3 separate regions of the Mus musculus genome follow, and all the other regions are linked to region 3. Evidence: chromatin contacts called from public HiChIP or PLAC-seq and promoter capture Hi-C data. All regions are on one chromosome and are shown on one strand. Each heading gives the region's core, a stretch centred on a gene start, on an enhancer-like site or on the middle of the called end of the contact. The rest is flanking DNA. Distances are from core to core; before and after follow the strand shown.

What was found. Promoter capture Hi-C pulls out the DNA fragments that hold promoters and counts their contacts. HiChIP or PLAC-seq counts read pairs in DNA pulled down with a chosen protein or histone mark.
Region 1: a FOXA1 HiChIP or PLAC-seq map of pancreatic cancer cells shows a contact between it and region 3. The contact joins two enhancer-like sites. A contact is called at or near these places in 16 of 39 promoter capture datasets (the 3T3-L1 cell line, the C10 cell line, the HPC-7 cell line and 10 more), 2 of 15 datasets of contacts at CTCF or cohesin (both in the NIH/3T3 cell line), 72 of 484 Hi-C or Micro-C datasets (the AML12 cell line, the BV-2 cell line, the C2C12 cell line and 46 more), 8 of 115 datasets of contacts at active chromatin or transcription factors (the HPC-7 cell line, bone marrow-derived dendritic cells, bone marrow-derived macrophages and 5 more) and 3 of 9 other capture datasets (adipose tissue, liver and pancreatic islet).
Region 2: a promoter capture Hi-C map of the C10 cell line shows a contact between it and region 3. The contact joins the promoter of Xkr5 here to the enhancer-like site in region 3. A contact is called at or near these places in 4 of 39 promoter capture datasets (the C10 cell line, fetal liver, neutrophils and 1 more), 2 of 484 Hi-C or Micro-C datasets (the G1E-ER4 cell line and bone marrow-derived macrophages) and 2 of 115 datasets of contacts at active chromatin or transcription factors (bone marrow-derived macrophages and embryonic stem cells).

Annotation. Positions count from the first base shown.
Region 1 is chr8:18,618,238-18,621,720 of GRCm38.p6, reverse strand. All of the region lies in intron 3 of Mcph1 (microcephaly, primary autosomal recessive 1), which reads right to left. Among named protein-coding and RNA genes, the nearest start is that of Gm25763, 5.9 kb to the right of the region's middle. Within about 2 kb of position 1,945, at least 122 of the 459 cell types and tissues checked have an H3K27ac peak or open chromatin away from gene starts, as enhancers often do. A contact at or near this core is called in the C2C12 cell line, the G1E-ER4 cell line, a colorectal cancer cell line and 5 more, where this site is marked.
Region 2 is chr8:18,949,203-18,952,288 of GRCm38.p6, reverse strand. Xkr5 (X-linked Kx blood group related 5) reads left to right here and starts at 1,314. Exons shown (of 7, transcript NM_001113350.2): 1 at 1,314-1,413. The coding sequence starts at 1,356. It overlaps Gm40464 (a long non-coding RNA gene), which reads right to left and starts at 2,022. Exons shown (of 3, transcript XR_870173.3): 1 at 1,859-2,022.
Region 3 is chr8:18,766,801-18,770,126 of GRCm38.p6, reverse strand. All of the region lies in intron 12 of Mcph1 (microcephaly, primary autosomal recessive 1), which reads right to left. Among named protein-coding and RNA genes, the nearest start is that of Angpt2, 27 kb to the right of the region's middle. Within about 2 kb of position 1,961, at least 65 of the 459 cell types and tissues checked have an H3K27ac peak or open chromatin away from gene starts, as enhancers often do. A contact at or near this core is called in the C2C12 cell line, the G1E-ER4 cell line, a colorectal cancer cell line and 6 more, where this site is marked.

The DNA.
Region 1 (3,483 bases), core at 696-3,195, 150 kb after region 3:
AAAATGCAAGGAGGGTGTGACACCTACTGGCAAAAGGGCGGAAACTTGGTCCCAAAGGTAACTGTTTTGTTTGGTTTGGTTTGGTTTTAAATTCTCTAGGACACTGCATCCTCACAAATGGGGTTTGAAAGTATGAACTAGAACAACAAGCAGCACCTCTCTCATTAGTAGTCTGCTGCTACCTGAGACATCATAGGGAGGGGAGGGACTCAAAACCCATCCCTCCAGGGCAGAAACATTGACTGACATATATGATAATTCTAACAGTATTTTCACTGTCTTTGTTTTTCAAGTTCCACAAATGTCTTTTTACATTTATTTTTATTTCATCTTATGGGTACAAGTGTTTTGTCTGCATGGTTTTTTGTGCACCATTTGTTTGCATTGTATCCATAGAGACCAGAAGAGGGCCTGAGACAGCTATGAGTAGAGCCTTGTGGGTACTGGGAATTGAGCCCAGGTCCCCTATAAGAACAGCCAGTGCTCTGAGCCATCTCTCCGTCCTGCATAAATATGTTTTCATGGTCTTGCTTTGACTTTGATAGTGTACGATAATAATTATTCTGTGCATAGCCCAGTCTCTCCTCTCATTCCTACCTCATTTCCTCTCTTCTCCACACCCTCCTCCTCTTAACTGACCCTCTGTAGCTATAATCTATCCTGTTGATCCTCACGGACACAGGCCCATCCTTTCTATCTAATCTCACTCACTACTTCCCCAGTCGATCTAGCTCATCCCTGTCCTTATGGCCCACCTTAGTGTCTCTACACCTACCAGCCCTTATGGCCCACCTTAGTGTCTCCACATCTACCAGCCTATCTCCCTGTCCTTATGGTCCACCTTAGAATCTCCACATATACAGCCTACCTCAGCTTCACCATCTCTAAACAGTTACTGAAGTTACAGGAATGACTTGTAATAATAATAATAATAATAATAATAATAATAATATTTACAAAATTACAATGTTTGCAGCAAGCCTCTCTGGCAGTTGTGGCTGCTGCCATCTGTCTATAGATAGTTCACAACACTCACAATCCACTAGGAAGGAATGACACTTCCATCTTCCTACAAACCAGTCCCACTTGAGCATGTATATATTTCAAGTGAAAGAATACAAACTATAAATCCAGGCATGGTGCTTCACGCTTTTAATCCCAGCACTCAGGCAGAGGTAGAGTGAGTTCATAGTCAACCTGGTCTACAGAGCAAGTTCCAGGTCAGCCAGAGTTACGTAATGAGACCCTACCTTAAAAGAGGAATGGACTTTTAGAAAGAACAATAAGACAAGAGAGGTAAATAAAAAGAATACAAGTAGCATAGGAAGAAGTCAGTGTTCTTATTTCTAGAAGATATTATCTATTAAGGAACCATAAAGCCTCCAGCATAAATGCCCTGATAAACATGTTAGCAAAGTGACAGATACAAAATCAACATAAAAACCAAATAAGTAACTTTCCTACATACCACCAATGCTTTGAGAAAGATCAGGCAGACAACCCCAGTTATGAGAGACCATCACACAGAGTTCTGGTCTCCCTGCGGACATTTTGCTATGCTTAAGAGCTGACCTCCTGCCCCTGCAGGTTCTATCTAAGGAAAGAGGTATTGAAGGAAGTGTCACAAATAGGTCACCCAAACAATAGGTTTCAGGAGCAAGAGAGTACCCAAGGGACCACTGAAGATTGACAGTAACAGAGTAGGCACAACAGGGCCCTGAGATAATAACTAAGCAATGTTTAGGGAATAAAACAGGTTTTGTCATCTGGGTTAAACGACAGAACAAGTGCACGATTTTCTCTTCGTCCACCAGATCCCAATAAAATAACAGTAAAAGAAAACAAATGGGACATAAACTAATGAAAACAAGGAGTGGGTAAGAGCTGCCTGCAGAACTGGAAAGTAACCAACCAAACAAACAAAAGGAAGTCCAGGCCTAGCAGAGGTGCAGAAGTCAAGGACTCCAGGTCCTCCCCAGCGGGAGTGGGGAGCACAAGAGAGAGGAGCAGGTGAGCATGTCTGGACATGGGTGCCTAGAAACACCCACTCTCCTAACACCAGGGTGGAATTCTTATGTCCATGTGAGATAACTAGAAGCCAAGAGCTTTGGACATTGGGATGGCAGGCAGCACAGGAGGAAGGGAAAAAGCTCTATGTGACAGGAACTGTATCCATGGTGGACACAAGATCCAACTACCTACTTCCTATCAGAACTGCAAGCAGAAGCCACTGGCTTGTACAGTGGTATAAAAAGAAAGAACATTTGTGAGCAAAAGATGCATACACGTTGCCTGTGGGAGCAGGGTACTCTGAGGGGGACTGGTTAAAGACAAATTTCCTGTGGCTGGAGAGACGGCTGGCTGTTAGTGCAGTGCTGCTCTTGCAAAAGACCTGGATTAGTCACTGGGTGACTCATAATCATCTATAGTGTAACTGTACAGTTCCGGGGATGATGCACTGTTCTGGCCTCTGTGGGCACCGTATGCACACGGTACACATATATGGGCTGACTACCTTCTACCCTGTGATAGTTACTATGAACTAACAGCTCAGCACCCAGGAGACAGGCTCCTAGGCATGTCTGTAAAGGACTGTCTAGAGTAAGGCAAGAATATCTTGCCTTGGATGAAACCATTCACTGAGAAAGAGATCCTGGACTGCATAAAACAGGGAGGAGCAGAGCTGAGTACTATTAACACATGTACATTCAATGTTCCCTGCTCTTGACCATGGATGGAACAGAACCAATTCTCTCATCCACCTGCTGCAGTGACATGACTGCCATGATGCTATAACCTGGAATTGTGAGTCCAATAAGCATTTTGCTTGTGCGTGTGTTGTGTGTGTTCCTGTGTGCTCATGCATATACTCTCATACAATCAAGCACTATTTGATCAGAAAAAGGAAGCAAATAAAAGGGACAACAGAACAGATTTTGCTAAGAAGCAGCTTCAGGCATTGCCAAACTATATAGCTGCATTTATACAAAAATACCCAGAACTGGAAAACTATAAAGGCAGGAAGTGAATAAACAGCTGCTGAGGCTTCAGACGTGGGAGTGAGAGCTAAAGGGTGCAGGCTTCAACTCCAGGTACAAAATACTTTAAAATTGTGGAGATGGCTGTACAACTCTTTGAGTATGTTTAAAAGCAGTAAATTGTATAGTTTAACTGAGAAAATTATATGGTATGTAAATTAGAACTTACGAAAGGCTGCTATGTATCCACTCTTAATTGCTAAATTCAGATGATGGACAAATCCCAAGTGTGGGTGAAGGCATGGAACAAAAGAACACTCACACTGCTAGAGGAACATAAAACCATGCAGCCACCTTGTTTGGGTGATAAACCACGAGAAATGAAAACACAGAAAGGCACAAACACAAATCTCCATAACAACTTCATTCATAGTAACCAAAAATGGGAAACCGTTCACATTTCCACCACTGGCAAATGCACTGTGGTATGCACATGCAATGGATA
Region 2 (3,086 bases), core at 65-2,564, 180 kb before region 3:
TCTGTCTCACAAGAGCCTCCCCTGAGTCAGGTCTAGAGACAGTGTCATTAGTCTAATGAAGGCACCTCACCTCCTGCCATAGCAGACTGGTAAAAGATAACACATTAGCCAAGGAGGAAACGTAACTGGATAAGTGCTGTGAAGAAAAGAAAGGTAGAGAGAAGGGAGGCTGGTGGCACAGGAGGTGTGATTATGAACCAACCACCTTTGCCACACAGCCAATCAAATAGAATAGAATCAGATAGAATATCCCAGCTGGAATCCCCAGTTGTGTCTTCCAGCTGACCCTTCTGCGATCTCCATTTATAGGATTCTGAACCTGGGGGGCCATGTCCCTCCACACTGGACACAGCACACAAGACAGACCAGAGAGGCAGCCAACGTCCTGATCCCCCACCTTGCCTGCCTTGGACTGTTTTTAACAAATGAAATATAGAATATGTTTTTATTTCTCAAACCGTACACCTAGGAATTTGGATGGGGAGTGTGGTGGGATGTTTTAAGGCTAAAAATGTTGAGAAATGTATTGAAATGTTCCCCACCCATCACTAATCATGAACAGCATTTATTTCCAGTCCTAATTTGTGTATTCTTATTCCTTCGCAAGAATTCTATGGGGCAGAATCGCTGTAGGCCTGACCTCTACTTAGTAATTTCCTGCCACGCCTGCTCAAGGGTTATAAAACATTTTTCCGCTGGGCATGGACGATTCAGAACAATCTTTGTCCCCACGTCCACAGTCCTGTGTAACCTCTACATCGAAACAAATGTCAGGGTGATGCTTTCCCATCTCCCAGAAAGACTTTCCGTGGGAAGGTTTACTTCTGGCTTTGGGGGATCTGGATTAACCCCTCAAGGATACCTGGGAGAAAGGTCTGAAAGCAAAGCGGCTATTAAAGGCTCAGATGCCATTTTAGGCGTGTTTCCTTTCCCTTTTCTGGACACACAACTGAAATTTTTCAAAAGTCCCAATCAGCTTTTCAAATTCCTCCTCCCATGATACACATACACACATACACCACTCTGACTAGTAGTTAAGTGGACTCTGTTTTGAGCAAACCCGCTGACTATGACCACCCAGTGACTAACCCATTTCGCTTCAGAACAAACCCATTGTGTCTTACAGCCGTTAGGAGGCTGGGACAGCATGCAAATCTGACACAGACCGCGAGACTGCCCCCTAAGAACCTGTCGGTTCCTCCTGCCCCCTGTCCCCGCCTTCACCCCAACCCTACTAGCAACTTGGTAACTGACTGGGAAGAAAAGCCTCCTGTCTTGGGGCCCCAAGCCGGAAGCCTCCCCAACCCGGTCCCGGGCAGGGGAAGGGGCGGGCACAGGCAGCAGCAGCTCAGAAGATGCACGCGGGGCTCCTGGGGCTCTCTGCCCTGCTGCAGGCGGCCGAGCAAAGCGCGCGTGAGTGAGGCGCAGCCCGCGAGTGCTCACCCCTCCAATACCCTACTCCAACCCAGTGTGCGGGGCACATCTACCACCGCTGTGCCTCCTCCTCCTCCGGCAGGCAGGCAAGCGGCGAACACTGCGCCGGTGCACGCACGATGATCTCCCGTCCTAGCCTGCAGAGCACTCCCTGTGTGATCCCCTCACCATGCATGATTTCCTCCATCCAGTTAGACATCCCTCCATGCATGGATCCTCCCCATACTCCAAACCCGGAGCCCTGAGTCCCTTCTCTCTCCTCTCGCTGGTGCTCTGCAAAGAGCTGCGTGAGGAGGCTACTTTGGAGCGCCAGCACTTGGTGAGGCGCCCTGGCTCCCTGGACACCCGGGCTCCGGGCTGGGGTGGCATGCGATCCAAGAGCTGGGAGAGGTGGAGGGGTGGGATCCCAAAGGACACTGGTTACCCTTTCGAGATTGTGACACAGCAGAACGCTGGTTTACTGAAGACAAGGGTCCTGTGGGTAGCGGAGATGAAGCAAGATGGCCATAGTTTTCGCGCCTTTCGCGTTTGAATTTGTAACCCTTTCAGTGCTGGCATAGAGTGCCTCCGCCCACTTCTGCCACTCTCCTACAAGGCCCGGTCCCTGGGGAAACTCCACCATCCGGATCCAACAAGGTTCCGCGTCCCTTCTTGGACATGGTATCTCTGAAATTTACCTCTGATTTACAGAATAATCCCTGCAGATTCCCGTCCCCAACACCCACTCAGAATCCCAAAGGGCGCTAGTTTAGGCCCTAAGAGACTAGGAAGTACACTGTTGCCCATAGTGGCCTAGTCCCCTAGCTTTCCAACAGGAAAAGAATGGATGTTTAGCAGGAAGCTTGTCAGTGCACTGAACATAACCTGGGACTGAGAAAGGAATAGTGGCTATTCTCTTCCCATAGCTGATGGGTTCCCGGCTCTGCCTCCAAGCAGTGAGGTTTGTGCCTACTGATCTACATTCCTTGGTAATCCTAGAAAACTCAGGACAACGGTAGTGTGAAAGGGTCCCTGAGTACCCTCCACAATCCCCCTCAGTAATCAGTAATACCAACACAGCTTCTCGCTGACATCCGAGGTTATATAGGTGGAGCCTGGTCTGATGGCATAGGCGTATAATCCAAGCCAATGAAGAGGTTGGGGGTGGATGAACGTGGTGAGTTCTAAACCTAACTAGGCTGCAGAAAGAGTTTAAAGCTAGCCTGTGCAACTTAGCAGAACATTGTCTCTAAATAAACAGAAAAGTGGACTCGGGGATAGCAGAGGCCTTACCTAGCACAGGAACTGCCCTGAGTTCAGTCCTTAGAAACACAAAACAAAAGAAAATCCAAAGCCAGCCTCACACAGAACCAGCTATGACTGAAGTCCAGCACATGCAGCCCTGGTTGGCTGTAACCGTGTGGTGACTCCAGGTCACTCCTGGTTGTTGGGTCCCCCAGGTACTTAGCACATATGCGGTGTAACCCCACAGACATACCACTACCACTATGCCTGTCTTATCGCTAGCAGGCCCTGTGGGCTCCTTGCTAATGGTAAGGATGCTGTGCTGGTTATGTTGAGACCTGGGTTCCTTTGAGGTTTGGTTTGGTTTGGTTATGTTTTGTTTTGTTTTGTTTTGTTTTGTTTTGTTTTGTTTTAGTTAAATGATCTGT
Region 3 (3,326 bases), core at 712-3,211:
GGGCGTAATCTCCTGGGATGCTTCGAGTTGGAGTTCCTGGACTATAACAAAAGCCTCATGGGAAAGTATGGTAGTTTATGGGTTTGTCTTTATAAACCCCTCAGAGGGTTATTAATTTCCCAGCTGGGAAATTCCAGGGAGTGGTCCTGACTGACATCCATCTCTTGGTCAGTATTTAATATTTAATAAAGCTTGCTTCAAATCTGGCCTCAAATGGTGGGAGTGGTTCTTCTCCAGCGCAACTCGGGACTAGCAGTACAACGGAGATGCACATGCTGAGGGGATATGTGCATGCATGTGTGTATGATAGGCATGCACATGTACAGAGGGACAGGCAGGGCAAGGTTCACGATAGAGACTAAGAAGCTATGGTTTGTGGGAGGGCAGGCTGGCTCTAGTGTGGGTAGGGAGAAAGAAGGGAAGAGCTGTAACTGGCAGAGAGCAGGGTCAGAAAGCACTTCAAATGCCACATACTCTGGCATGACCTTGAACCTGCCAACAAGAGGAAATTTAGCAGCAGGGTGGAATTTGATGGTGTCTGTTTTCTAAGACACATTTAAAGGACCAATAAAAGCAGAGTCAGGCATACAGAAAGCAAAAGGCAGTGATCCTCATATATAATGGGATATACATGAAGAACAAAGGTTTTGGACTCTGACAAGGGACTGAGGTGCATATTTTACATACCAAAGCAGACCTGGCCCCAAGGTTGCCTGGCATCCCTCAGTCCCTAATTAGCATACATAATTAGCATACCTAATTAGCATATAATATCTTATATAGATAAAGGATATTTGGTGCCTCTCTCTTCTCCACTTCTCTCTCTGTGTGTATGCTCCGCCCCCTCTGTTTCTCCATAGTGACTTTCCTGGCCTTAGATCTTGGGGGCCAGTGAACTCACCTATCTTTATGAGAGAGCAGAGTCTCAATAAATCTGCATTTAATATAACCTACTTTGCTTTGAATTGGCTCATTTCACCTGCAGAGAGATAATCTCTCAAGTATCACCAGGAAGGTGCCCTCATGCCAGGTAGTGAATGAAGCCCCACCCTGCTGGCGCTGGCTCTTAGCCCTTAGGCAGTTAGTTAATGCCTGATCTGTGGGATCTGCGCATGCTCCTTCCTGAGGCACGACTCTGCCTTGTCACCTGTCTCCACACAGGCTTGGTTACTAGCCGTGAACTGGTCACCAGCCTCACATCCTGCAGGATACACAGCAATTCAGATAGGACCTGGGTCCTGCCTTCCCTTATCCCCGCCCCCCCGCCCTCCCTCCCTCCTCTCCATCGGATCCCATCCCAGCACTTCACTCAAGTGCTACCAGGAGCAGTCACTTGACAGAAAACTCACAGGTATTTAATACACCCACCATGTGGTGCCAGGGTGGCTGGAGATTTTTACACATCTCAAAGCACCATCTAGACCCGAGTTTTCAGACAGAAACAAAAAACAAGACAGAAACTCAATGATTTCTGCATATGAAACAAAACGGTGTCAGTCAGCCCGAGATATTTCTCAAACTTTTTAATGCTGTGGGTCTATCATTCAGTTCCCGTGGCCAAAAGCCAATAGAAAACAGAGAAACAAACCACAGCGCTTCTCATCTTGATTGTCTCTATACGATTCCCTGATTCCCCAGAGCGACAGTTACCATTTCAGGCAGATTCTCATTTTATTTCACGTTTCCTTGTTTTGTAAGTTGATAAGTACAAAAAAAGTATCAATATGGTTAAGGGGAGGCTGCCCGACCTGCTCTGTTTAATCCTCATAGCTTATCTTTAAAAAATGTACACAACCTGTACATTTTTTTAAAAAATTACACAATCTTTTTAAAGCTCTGTGTCATTTCCTACCCCACCTGACCCTCGTGACTCTGCAAAAAAGAAAAAACAAACCAGAAGATAAAAGTCAGCGCAGGGAAAGCTACCAGTGGCGCTGCCAACAGCAGATGACTCAAGCGGCACCTGAGAATTTGTTGTGCTTGTGTGTTCTGAGGCTCCGAACTTCCTGCTTCAATAAAATACCAAACAAGTTGTGCTTCCTTCACAAATAAGCTATTACATCAAGCCCTGTTCCTATAATTTCACGGTTTTGTCTCCATTCCAACATTTTCTTTGGCAAATGTAGAAACATTCTAATTAAAGTGTGCAGGAAAACAAGAGTCACCCAGCGCGGGAAGACCACGCAAAGGCACATTCGCGCCTTTCTCGCTTACGCTGTGCTCAGCTCTGCTTTAAAACAGTTGGGGACGGCGACACGCAGTCCCTGACTAATTCCTAGGTAATGGTTTGAAGAAGCCCTGAGTCACTTGGGAAAAAATTCCAAAGGTATCAATAATTCCTGTCACAAGCTTCGCATTCCTGAAGAATATCCTTCCGTCTGCCCTAGGAGGAAGGCATTCCTCTTAGGTCAACACGTAACATCAAGGTTTCTTTTTAAGATATTGAAACGAGGAAGAGGCCTTCCTATTTATATGACTGCGGAAGTGGGTTGGAAGCCAAGTTGAAAGGACAGCCTCATTTCCCAGGAGCTCTTTACATTTTCGCTTTTATGAAGACCTTTAAAAGCCCCACTTGTATTTACTTTGAGAAATATCAGCCGGGCGTGGTGGCGCAATATCATCTAAATAGGGCCAGGGGTGGGGTGGGGTATAAAATACATAGCTTAAGTAGCTAGAAGCCAGCAGCACTGTACCCCATTCTCTCTGTCCCCAGCTAAGCAGGGGCAATTGTGCATTTTGCTTTTCGGTCATAAAGCACCGTGCTGTGCGATGCTGTCCTCCAAGCATAACAGCTATTTTAACCAGAGAGATTGTGACCACTCACAAGAGAACCTCAAGGTTCTAGCATTGACATTACCAACAAGAAGGAAGCAGTGGGAAGGGTTATGGGACCCGTACCTGAGAGTTCCACTTGTCCCTCTGGTGTCTAGCTCCCAGCCTGTTTAATTCTGCCCCGGCTGCACATGGTCTCCTGGTCTTCGGAAGTGGTAGCTAGCATACACAGAGGGCTAAGTGAGTGTATGAGAGCTCCACACATGTGTCTATGCAGCTACATGTCATCCATATGGAGCATCCATGCTAGACTGAGACTTTCTGGGGATGTAGCTGACTTGGGGTTACCCACATTTCTTTTAAGCAAGGGCAGTCATTCTATTGGTCCTCCAAGCTGGACTTGAGTGGTATCCTCTCATCACTTGGGCCTGATTGGTGGCCTGTCTGGGAGATAAATATGTTTCTGTTCACATCTCCCCAGGCAGAGTTTGTACAACACACTGTATTTTGCAAAGTCACAAGCTAAATCACATTTGATGGGTAAGCCACAGCTG